Linked DNA regions of Mus musculus: regions 2, 3 and 4 are each linked to region 1. Evidence: chromatin contacts called from public Hi-C and HiChIP or PLAC-seq data. All regions are on one chromosome and are shown on one strand. The core of a region is the stretch at or near the end of the contact, and the rest is flanking DNA. Distances in the headings are between cores, read along the strand shown. Region 1 has its middle 35 kb from the start of Osmr. Region 2 has its middle 10 kb from the start of Gm30663. Region 3 has its middle 7.5 kb from the start of Gm30971. Region 4 has its middle 12 kb from the start of Gm30971.

What was found. A called contact is a pair of places that touch in the nucleus more often than the background predicts. HiChIP or PLAC-seq counts read pairs in DNA pulled down with a chosen protein or histone mark.
Region 2: an H3K27ac HiChIP or PLAC-seq map of extraembryonic endoderm stem cells shows a contact between it and region 1. The contact joins two enhancer-like sites. A contact is called at or near these places in 12 of 484 Hi-C or Micro-C datasets (the HL-1 cell line, cerebral cortex, cortical neurons and 6 more), 5 of 115 datasets of contacts at active chromatin or transcription factors (embryonic stem cells, extraembryonic endoderm stem cells, fibro-adipogenic progenitors and 2 more) and 1 of 9 other capture datasets (embryonic stem cells).
Region 3: an H3K27ac HiChIP or PLAC-seq map of extraembryonic endoderm stem cells shows a contact between it and region 1. The contact joins two enhancer-like sites. A contact is called at or near these places in 1 of 15 datasets of contacts at CTCF or cohesin (the NIH/3T3 cell line), 11 of 484 Hi-C or Micro-C datasets (the G1E-ER4 cell line, Sertoli cells, brain and 6 more), 8 of 115 datasets of contacts at active chromatin or transcription factors (differentiating embryonic stem cells, embryonic stem cells, extraembryonic endoderm stem cells and 2 more) and 2 of 9 other capture datasets (adipose tissue and liver).
Region 4: a contact with region 1 is called in a Hi-C map of cerebellum, with 2.0 times the contacts expected there. The contact joins two enhancer-like sites. A contact is called at or near these places in 1 of 15 datasets of contacts at CTCF or cohesin (the NIH/3T3 cell line), 9 of 484 Hi-C or Micro-C datasets (the HPC-5 cell line, cerebellum, embryonic fibroblasts and 4 more), 6 of 115 datasets of contacts at active chromatin or transcription factors (embryonic stem cells, extraembryonic endoderm stem cells, fibro-adipogenic progenitors and 1 more) and 1 of 9 other capture datasets (embryonic stem cells).

What each region holds. Positions count from the first base shown.
Region 1 is chr15:6,908,397-6,911,214 of GRCm38.p6, reverse strand. No RefSeq gene overlaps it. Among named protein-coding and RNA genes, the nearest start is that of Osmr, 35 kb to the right of the region's middle. Within about 2 kb of position 1,299, at least 80 of the 459 cell types and tissues checked have an H3K27ac peak or open chromatin away from gene starts, as enhancers often do. A contact at or near this core is called in cerebellum and extraembryonic endoderm stem cells, where this site is marked.
Region 2 is chr15:7,043,230-7,045,929 of GRCm38.p6, reverse strand. No RefSeq gene overlaps it. Among named protein-coding and RNA genes, the nearest start is that of Gm30663, 10 kb to the right of the region's middle. Within about 2 kb of position 1,304, at least 25 of the 459 cell types and tissues checked have an H3K27ac peak or open chromatin away from gene starts, as enhancers often do. A contact at or near this core is called in extraembryonic endoderm stem cells, where this site is marked.
Region 3 is chr15:7,080,532-7,083,231 of GRCm38.p6, reverse strand. No RefSeq gene overlaps it. Among named protein-coding and RNA genes, the nearest start is that of Gm30971, 7.5 kb to the right of the region's middle. Within about 2 kb of position 1,356, at least 27 of the 459 cell types and tissues checked have an H3K27ac peak or open chromatin away from gene starts, as enhancers often do. A contact at or near this core is called in extraembryonic endoderm stem cells, where this site is marked.
Region 4 is chr15:7,060,836-7,063,553 of GRCm38.p6, reverse strand. No RefSeq gene overlaps it. Among named protein-coding and RNA genes, the nearest start is that of Gm30971, 12 kb to the left of the region's middle. Within about 2 kb of position 1,388, at least 20 of the 459 cell types and tissues checked have an H3K27ac peak or open chromatin away from gene starts, as enhancers often do. A contact at or near this core is called in cerebellum, where this site is marked.

The sequences.
Region 1 (2,818 bases), core at 50-2,549:
AGTCAACCCTAGCTTACTCTGAAAGCAGCAGAGGGTGAGAAAGGCTGTCCCAGGTCCTGCTGCAGCAGGAAGCATCTGTTGCTTAGGAAAAGACTGAAGTGGGAATCTCTGCCCTCCACCAGGGACCTGGTTTATAAGATTGAGCATCAGTACAGCTTTGAGAACACTAAGTCAGAAACGCAGACAGACATGTTTGTATCTTTTTACAATGTCATAGTTTATTAAATAACCATAAATTCACAGGTTGTATTGTTTTTGTCAGCTGCAGTTAGCCTAATAGTCCTGATGGCCTTTGATAGCTGCCCAATGACAAACATGAAATATTTTACTCCCATCTTAATCGCTAACATTAACTCTTGGGTCACATGTTACACAGCATTTAGTCATTTTATCTCTCTGTATATATGCAGATAACAGAATGGCAACAAAAGGGTCAAAAAGGCCAAAGCAGGGGGGTTGAGGGTGGGGGTAGGGTTGCAGTTCCAAGAAGCCCTAGTGGAGACAGAAAGGTGAGGCAGATACAAAGAAAGCCACTGCTGGTTGTTAGAAAAAAATGTCAAAGAACCCCGAGTCAAAGAAGAGCTGCTGCAGGTCTGAGCCTGGGCTACAGGGTTGAGTGGGAAGTAGGAGACCACAGTTAGGTGTCCTGCTTGTGGGATCCCGGTGAGGGTGTTGCATGCTTCCATTGTCTGGTTGTGTTTGATAAGTTCTTGGGCCCAAGTTTTCTGATGTGGTTTGAATGTACTTATGTGCCCTTGCGTGCCAATCTACTATGTTAAATCTGTAACTGATATCTCCTTTCCCTTTAAAAACTAAGTTTTATGACTTAGCAGTCTGTCCTTTGCAGGCAGTAGTGGACAAGTTGTGGTACCTACGTGCACAAGGAGAGGCAGGCACAAGTGCTCTCAAAATGGTGCAGAATACTCCTTATAAAAATACAAGCATTCAGGCCAAATTATAGTCTGAAAGCCACTGTTTTACACTGTGTGGAACCAGTTAAAGCAGGGCACAGCTTGGTTTCCCCCAAACCTTTGAATTGTGATGTTTTCCTTTCATTCTTGAGTCTTTCTTCCAAAGTTACAGAACACCTTTTGGAAATTCGGACAAAGAAACCCACAGCCTTTCTCAACAAGCTTGGGCGCCCCAGAATCTCCCTAAAGAAATACGAAGCCCATTCAGCCCCTTCAGCGCCAGCTGTGATCCATCCAGAAGATGATGAGCGATTCCTAAGTTGACAGAAGCCAAGTCTTGGCAAGAGCAGGTCTCCTCCCTTCCACTGTGCTGATATCCTAACTGGACGGAAACAGTGGCAGCTGCTTCCTTCCCTCCTGCCTAGCCTCCCACACAGCCGCCCGCGAGGCGCTAAGGGACCCATGCATTAGCCTGCAGCGCCACCTAGCAGACGCAGAGTGAACTTGGGGGATAAGGAGAAAGCAGGTTTAGTGGGGGGAAGTTGTTTTGTAACATCAGAAAAGGGAGTTTCCATTTCTTTCACGGAGTTCTGGGAAATGGAATTTGTATAAAATCTTTTTTGCTCATGATGGAAAAACATTTATTCGACGCTAATGAGGGAATTTTGCCCAAAGGCCATTCTAATCCAAACTTAGGAGAACAAGCATTTGTTTCTCCAAACTTGACTCTCATTTTTGGTCACCTCCAAGACAGTGCAGAACTCGACTCCACCTTGTGATGCACCCGTGAAATCAATGACAAGGCAGAACGTCCCTTATCTTTCCCCTTCCCTTCCTTTCTTTTCTTTTTTTCTCTTTTCCTTTTCTTTCTCAGGTCGGGTTGAATTCTAGGTGATGTCTTCATGCAAGGGGCCCTACGGGACTCATAGGAATTGTTAACCTTGATCGCTCTCTTGATTAGGGTGAAGTGCCAAGCAGATTAGTAAAGCACTTCTGTGAAGGGCTTTTCAGACAGGATTGACTAACGCTGAACACGTGCATCGCTAACGCTGTATGTAGGCGGTGAGCCCCGATGGGCAAAAATGAGGAAACGTCGCCCTTCTTCAGCCTGACTGCCATGCCGTGAACAATTCTGTTCCACCACGCCCTTCTGTCACGATGCTATAACCCTCCTCCCTCATGTTGCCCCCCCCCCCCCCCAGGTATTTGCCACAGTGGCTAAAAGACGAAGGTGTTTGAAACCTACTGTTTCTGATGCTTAGCTCATGAAGCTGACTGACAATCAGAGATAGCTAGCTGACTGATCAGTTGATAATCAGGAATAGCTGACTAATCAACTGATAATTCGAGATAACTGACAGATCAACTGTCAATCAGGAATAGCTGACCAGCTGTCAATCAGGGATAGCAGACTGGCTGGTAATGACAAGCGAAGTTATTCAATTGTAATCATTTTCAAAGCCCCACCCCACCCCTGGTTTGAGTCTGTGAACTTCCTGGAACGGTCCCACAGGAATGAGCTATTTTTCTTTTGTCCAGCTTGAGAGCAGAGATCCTTTCATTCCGTGCATACTAGCAGCTACAAAGAGTTATGCAACTTTGAATTAACACCCAATTTGAAAAGTGATTTTTTTTCCTGATCATGCTAACATGATCAAGAGCCAGCTATTATCGGCCCATCAAATTGACTGTGCAGTCAAATGAAAACACAACCTTCACTCCGTGCATATGCAAGCCTGCCTCTGGTCACTGCCATTGACTGTGGTCCCATGGTTTTCAAATCAATGCCTCACAAAAATATAATTCTAATGCAACTTTAGGAGTTGATTCCTTTCTCCTATAGCAAATGTCTGAAGGATTTTGTGAGAAAGACATCAACATTGGAAACAGTAGCGCGGAAAGCCCAC
Region 2 (2,700 bases), core at 55-2,554, 130 kb before region 1:
GTGTGAAGGCCTGGGTTCAGACCTCAGAGTCTCATAAAACTGGGTGTGTTGATGCATGCCTTTAACTCCAACAGAAGGCAGAAAGATCAGATGTCCAAGGTCATCCTTAGTTACATAGCAAGTTCCTGGCCAGCTTGGGATACATGAGAGCCTATCCTAAGAAAGAGAAGGGGGAGGGAAATAAATCCCAGTAAACATGGATAAAAAAAGAACCGAACTGAAGATTGTAAGAAAGAGATGGAACAGTGGTAGGGAAGGTACAGCCGTGCTTGGAAATGCCTCAGATAGACTTCTGGAATTGACCTGGCCTGACCTGAGGTGACCTGGGAAGGCCTGTCTTCCCATCCATACAAGCGTTTTCTTTGACTGCCTTTTCTGCAGCCCTCTATGAGTGGGTGAGGCCACTCAAGCATCCTTAGTCTTCAGGAACTATGTCGATGTTTTGTTCCATCTTAAAACAATACAAAATACTAAAACTATCGATTTAGTGTGGAAGGGCTATGGGAGTGGGAGCAGGGCACGAGACAAGTGTGGCGATCTGAGGACGGCTTGTGGCAGATGGTTCTCTCCTTCCTCCATGTGAATCCCCCAGGGACTGAACCCCCAGGCTTGACTTGGCCTGGGCCTCTTCTCACTGAGCCACCTCATTGGCCCAGGACTCATATTCCCCTCTTGTCCCTGGGGATGTTTACATAGTCTCAGAGACAGTGCAGTCTTCCTTGGTGCCTTTGAAGTTAGAAGTCTATCTCTCTGAGAGCTGGGTCTGTCTGTCTTGTGATCCTCCTCCTACAACACCAAGATGACAATCAGGAGACAAGAGAAAGGGAGATGGCCCCCAAGCCAGCTTGTCCTCTGCACTTATGGGGAAAACTGTGACTTTTCCCAAGGCCCACAAATTATAGGGAAGGATGGGGTGGAAATTTTGTGAAAAAACAGTATGCCACCCATAAAAACATGGGAAGATGCCTCTAATTCTAGTGGTTTCCAATTATATTTACTCAGTTCAGCCATTTATGAAACAGATGCCAGAGACTCCAGGTATCTCTCCCAAACAAAACAAAACAACAAAACAAAAGCTCTGATGTTTGCTTTTTGCCCAAAGTAAAGGTTGGTTAGAACTCAAGCATCAGAAGTGGGTTCAGAGGGAAGGTCCTTGCAGGCCTGCCTTCAAATCCAGAGTAACATCGTTACAGTGACTGAAAAACGTTCAGAAAACTCTTGGCCTGCGTTCTGTCAAGGCAGACTTCCTCCACAGCGTGTATTGTGTCAGACAGACACACGGACTAAAAGATAACTAGTCAAACCATGACACTGCTAATATTTTCTACCCGTCCTGGCTACCCCTAAGGAGCTCTAATGATCCGGATTGCACAATGTTATCAGTTGTGCACAGACTTTGCCTTCCTTGAAAATGCTTCCAATTGTTTCAGTGGTGAGAGCGACTTAAATCAACACTGGATAGAGCAAAGAAAACAAACCACTTATAAACATTCCCATACCTGCCAAAACTGGAAAGTTATAAATAGGGGTAGCAAAAAAACTCTGTTCCAAAGTATTTCTCAAGGACAAAACAGGCGGAAAAGGGTGAACAGCTTTCAAAGAAGTAAAAGATTTTTTTTTTTTTAAAAAGAAAAAGCTGATTTGCAACTTCAAATTTCTAGGGTCATAAGGAAGTGAGGCAGCATAGGCCGGGCATGATAATACGATTCTTGCATCCCTAAAAGGGCTGAAATGTGGTTAGTTGACTACTGGGTGTGGTCCATGTCTATAATTCTAGCACTTGAGAGTTTAGGTGAAAAAGGTTATGGGTTCAAGACCAATTTACTGTGCATGATGAGACACTGTCTCAAAAAGAAAGGAAGAGAGAGAAAGAAAGAAAGAAAGAAAGAAAGAAAGAAAGAAAGAAAGAAAGAAAGAGAAAGAGGGAAGGAGGGAGGGAGGGAGGGAGGAAGGAAGGAAGGAAGGAAGGAAGGAAGGAAGGAAGGAAGGAAGGGAAAAAAGAAAAAGAAAAGAGAAAAAAGAAAAATGAAAAGAAAGAAAAGAAGGCGTCAGCTTGATAAGAGAAATTTTGTGGGGTGTAAGGCTGGCAACGTGCTCCACTGTTTTCTTATACATTTTATTCCTAAGAGTACTTCTGAAGGAGTGCTTGCTATCTTCTTCCCACTTAGTGCTTTCCAGAAGGCAAGCTCTTCCCTTCTAGGGAGAGTTTGGTTTATCAGGCCATTTAACCACTGGACCACTGTGTCCTTTCTGCTATGAAATCCCACAGCTATCTCTTTAGTGATGCATGGCTATCTCTTTAGTGATGCCTGCGGTTGGTTTCCAGGCAGCGAGGCCTGTAGGTGATGGCCTTGGTGTTTGGAGCTGCATGCTCTGGAGCAGAATCTCTCGGCCATTATGCGCCGTGTCCCCTAGAGTCAAGTCTTTTGAACTATCGCTCTGAGTTTTTGAGATTATAATCATTAGCACTTCCCCTTACTCCCTTAAGACCCTCCACAGACCCTTCCCTGATATCTTTCAAATCCTTGGCATTTAATTTCTGTTACTGTGTCTCCTGGGAACATCAGACATTACAACTAGAAGGTCTCCCCAGCATGACCACGTAGACATGAGCTGACCAAGAACAACCGCGATAGACAGGCTTAGTGACTGAGGCAAACCAGGAAGCTTCAAGCCTGCACAAGGATCTGTGTGAGGACG
Region 3 (2,700 bases), core at 107-2,606, 170 kb before region 1:
TCTGTCCTGCAAAGCAACTACAAATTGGATATTGTTTTACATGCTTTGTGGAGTAAAACAGGATCCAGGCCTAAAATGCTCAGTGCTACATAGCTTCACTTTAGGTATGGGGCCAGGCTCTAGATTTGGGCCTATCATTCTACCCATACACAACCCCTGCCTATCAAGGGGCATGCGCTTCCACTGAGCAAGTGTGACTTAGAAGCAGCCAGGTGTATGCCCATGGCTTACAGGTTGGCAAGTGGCTCACATGTCTCATGCCACAATTCAGATGAGAGCCAGCATGCGTGTTCACAATCCTTAGAAAATGAAGCTGATGCCATCCTTTTCTAACTTCAGGAACCAATGGGTCACTTTCCCCTTTGTCTTGTCAAAACAACTCCTACTTCACAAACTGTTTGCTAACGTTTCAGAAACAATCTGTAGAAATGTGTTCTTGGAACTAATATATAGGCATATATATATATATATATACACACACATATATATATGAAATGTATATATATCATGGAATATATATACATATGTATATATCATGGGAAAATTCCTATATATTAGCATATATATATATATACACACACACATATATATGGATACATATATACACACACACACACATATATATAGATATAGATGATGTAGATGTAGATATATACATATACTTTGGGATGCCTTTCTTTGATTGTTTAACACTTATTCAAGAATTTAAACTCAAATGTTCAGTTTGTGGAACCACTTTGAGAACGGCTAATGATATATTTCCAGAGCCCATGGCTGCCCTGTGTCTCATCCCCTCATCTGAAGATCAACTAGCTCTGCAGGACCTACAGGGTCAGAGAGGGTCTGTGGCCACACTTGTCTTTTCACTCTCAGGACTGCCTCTTCAAACAAGGTAGTTTTCCTAAGTGCCTACCTCCACCCATACCCTTTTACTTTCTTTCCATTATCACATCCCCCCTCCCCCCACACACTGACATTTGCAGCCCTTCCTTTTGTCTGACCCTGTGGAACATCCCTAGGTATTTTCACTGCTCGCAGAGTGGAGACCTTTCTTTGAAAGGGAGTTGAGCGGCGGGTTAGCACACACCGCGGACTGTTGATTACTGAATGCTCTGGCAGAAGCCCACAGGTGATTTACTTCCTCCCCTGTGCCTTTGATCGACAAAGGGAAACAATGCCCAGAAAAGACCGGCAACTTTCCCTAAACTTCATTGACGGCCCGCGTTAAGATAGCATTGTCTGAACACAAGTAAGGGCAAGTGCTCAAGGTCGCACGCCAGGCTAGGGATGGCAGTGAGCTCAGAATCGCAGCGCAGGGCGTAATGTGGCTGCACAGGCTAGGTTCCAGCCCACCTCTCAAGACGATGCCTGTATTCAAGACATGTTCATCCAGGTAGGCTGCCTTGTATGGCTTCAGTGGGAAAGGATACAGAGACTTGAATTGCCAGGGTTGGGGTTACCCATGGGGGGCCCCTACCTGCTCACAAGAGAAGAGGGGATGGGGGAAGGATTGTGGGAGAGGGTGATTGGGAGGGGGACAGTGGGTGGAATGTAAAGTGGATAAGTATACACACACACACACACACACACACACACACACACACATAATGATATGCCTCTGTGTTGCAAGAATGCTTCTTCCAGAGATAACCTATGTATACGTAAGGGTTTTATTTTTTAAAATACATAAAAACATGATATTGTCATAGCACTGTCGGACTCACTGCCCACCTCCCCAGTGCACGGACAAGGAAAGGAAGGCAGGGAGAGCGAGGCAGAACCTTCTGGATGTCTGCCGGAACTCCTGCCCACGTCACTCTGTTGTGTTTCTACTCAGTATGATTACAGAGATCTCATTGTTAAAGAGTGTGCTTTTTGAGTTTCCTGCTTTTCGGCAAACTGAAGAAAACATGGCCTGGTTCTTTCCCCCCCTTTTCTATTTGCCTTTCCAACCTTCAGCTTCCATGGCCTTAAAAAAAAGTACTTGAAAGATGAGCTGATCCAAAAGCAGCCTGTTTGCAACCTGATAGGAGACCTGGAGCGGCACCAGCTAGACAGAGGCGGGGGGGGGGGGGGGGGGGGGGGGTTCTCGGAGCGCCTTTCAACAATTTTTCCAAGTGGCAACTGGTTCATTTCCACTGAAACACCGGAAGATGCTCGGTGAGCGGTACCTTTCCTAAGCTGGTAGGAGTGGTGGTAATTACATACCTCAGCAGTGGAAATGAGGAGCTTAGAGAGCCTTTCTTGATTAATGTTCAATGAACACTCAAAGTCCTTTGCGTTTAGATGCAGGCACAAGTAAAGTCCAGACTGAACCGTGTCCCATGCACAGAGGCCAGAATTCTTATTAAAGCAGATGTTTGGTGGAGCAGATACCATCTGACAACACTTTCAGGTTTTTGGGTTTTGGGTTTTTTTTTTGTTTTGTTTTGTTTTTTTGTTTTTGTTTTTGTTTTTTTTTTTCGAGACAGAGTTTCTCTGTGTAGCCCTGGCTGTCCTGGATCTCACTTTGTAGATCAGGCTGGCCTCGAACTCAGAAATCCTCCTGCCTCTGCCTCCCAAGTGCTGGGATTACAGGAGTGCGCCACCAAGCCCGGCAACACTCTCAGTTTTGCCGTTCATGATGCTATATAGAAGGAGCAGTCGAGTGTGAACCAGCTCTGGAATGTATGTAGGTGCTTAGGAAGGATTTATTATCTA
Region 4 (2,718 bases), core at 139-2,638, 150 kb before region 1:
TTTATAGCATTCCTGATTTGATTCAAATAATTTTAGGAAAAAAGTTTAAGGAGATTATTTTAGTTGTTTTGCCAGAAAGGTGTAATACAGTTAGAATCAAGAATGGGATGTGTCCCCTCCTCTTAGAAAAGTAAGTAAAGACTCCATAATAAGGAATACAGTGAGCTTTCATAAATCGTACTAGGAAGAGAAATAGGCTAGGGACAAATTTGTGATCAAGGAAAAACATTCATTCTAGGTCAGGTCCACGGATAAAACCACAGGTGTGCCTATGATAAAGCAAGGCCGTGGGAAACTGTTGCTTTAAACTTATAATGAGCTTACAGAATGAAGCACTGCTTTGAATTCACTATTGGCATCCTTCTTTTACTCCCCTTTTCTGTAGCATTTTATCTTTGAGGGAATTTTATAAAGAACTTCTGTCTAAGAAGGTATAAAAAGGCTAAGAAAAGAAATAAACTGGGGTTTGGGGGCTCTGCTCCATCCATCAAATGTGTATATGTATATATATCTGTGTATCTACATGTATGTACATATATACATATGTAGGTATATGCGTATGCATATAAAGTGTGTATGTGCACTTGTGAAATTGATGAAACAGGTAGTCAGTTGAGCCTGACAAGAGTGTGTGTGTGTGTGTGTGTGTGTGTGTGTGTGTGTGCCTGACTTTCTTCATTTTCTTTTTTCTCTGGCTCACAAAGAGTTAACAAATCTGAGCCTCTTGCTTAGCCAGTGAGGGGCCTTGAGCCAGAGAGAAAAGAGCCCAAGTAATTAAGCTTTTTCTTAATTCCCTGCTGCTACCAGCAGGAGTTAAATTGCCAGAAGCTAGCAATTTTTGGCCACAGAACAGCAAAGAGTTAAAGGAGTTAAATTGCCAAAAGTAAGCAGCCTTTGGCCCAGCAACCTCCAACCCCACTTTAGCTGCCTTCCTAGGGGAACTGGTTGCAGGCCTAACCCCCCATCCCCTGACATTAAAGGACATTTAGGGTCCGTGACTGGCATTTCTTCCCAAAGACTGATGCTTTGATGGGGGGGGGGGCTCCTTGGACAGACTGATTGCAATCTTATTTGTACCAGGGCAGTAGAAACCTTGGTTGCAAGTATGCAATGCATATTGAAAAGATTACAGCTCAGCCACTGGGTGCAAATTGGTCTGGGCTGTTTACTGCGAGAGGGATATTCCTCAGTCCTTTCCTCCATGTGCAGAGTTACTGATGGAGGAAAACAGAAACCTTCTGATGACCCATGCTCCTGCCTCCAGGAGCTCCCTGGGGTGTGGACCTGCCCTCAGGAAGTGTCGCTCCACACTGGGGTAAAGGCAAGGTGGCAGGGTCAGGCTCTTGGATGTGGACCTCCTGGCCTGACTGGGACCTGGGCTTGCTCTGTGTAACTTTTGGCTCAGAGAGTGGAGCAGCTGTCAGCCCCTCCATATGAACAGCTTGGAGTTCTTTCTTCTCTGCCCACATCTCTTGCCGGGCACTTTGTTTGGGGAAGCAGCTAGGCTAACTAGTCCTGGGAGGGAAGAAAAACATTGATTTTTTACCTCCATTCAGATCAAAATTATGTTTAGCTCTTCCAGCACAAGGTCTCAGGACACAGTCACTCCCATCCTACATCTGTCCCCACTCCCTGGTGCCCTCAGCCTCTAAGGTGGGACCAAGATGCACCTGGATGCTTCCTTTGTTACTGTGACTACCAGGTAGAAGCATCCAGTCCTTTGGACTATGAATGAAACAGAGAGGGCGAGAAGTTATTTATTTGTTTGTTATTTTGCTCAGAACAAGAGATAGGGAAAACCTATGTATCTCAGAGCAAGCAACAGCTGGAAAGAGTAGCCAGCTGGTAGCTACCCTATGAGCGGGTAGTAGTATGCATGGCAGACCTATTCACTATATGAAGATGCCAGAAAGCAAAGGCCCCTGGAATTAGCTTGAAAATTAACTACTGCAGAGTGGTTTCAAAGACCCAAAAGTCTTAAACTAAAGGTCCTTTTATCAAATGTTCATGTCAGTTTAATGATAAGTTCTGAGCCTGAAGGGGGTGAGAGTGGGGGATCATGGATTTATACACACCCAGAATTTGGAAGTGGTTCCAATTCAACAACCTAAAAATCATTGATATTTCTTCCAATTGTATGGTTTGACTAAGTCCAATGACTGTTTCAATGATGATACACACCATTGGCGTGGTATTGTAATTATATCTGATTATACGAAAACTTTTCACTGTAATTTTTAAAATATATATTATTTTAACCCTAGAAATTATCTGAAAAATTGTGTTATTGTATACAAAGAACATGTGCTTCGGCATTGTATCCCTTGGTTGGGGTCTTCCTGCATCTTGGAGCAGTGAGCAGAAAGATGGTGATTTTACAATTATTTTACACCTTTATTCGAGACAAATTATTTTAATGTATGATTGGTGATCCTATTCCTAAACAATTACTAAGCTCTGATAACCTGCATTCTGAAAGTAGAGAGCTAAGTTTGGCCCCAGGGATGGCAAAAGAGAGAGAGAAAATCATGGCTTCTTACTCTTGAACACATTGCCATTTGGTGAGAGAAAGAGCCCTAGCTCATTCTGAGGTTGTAAGATGCACAGACTTCCAAGAGAGTGAAACTTCAGCAAAACTTTCCCCGGCTTTCAATAGGTGCTATTCTTAACCTAGAAACAAAGACATTCTAAAATAGAAGAGCAAACCTTTCTTTGACT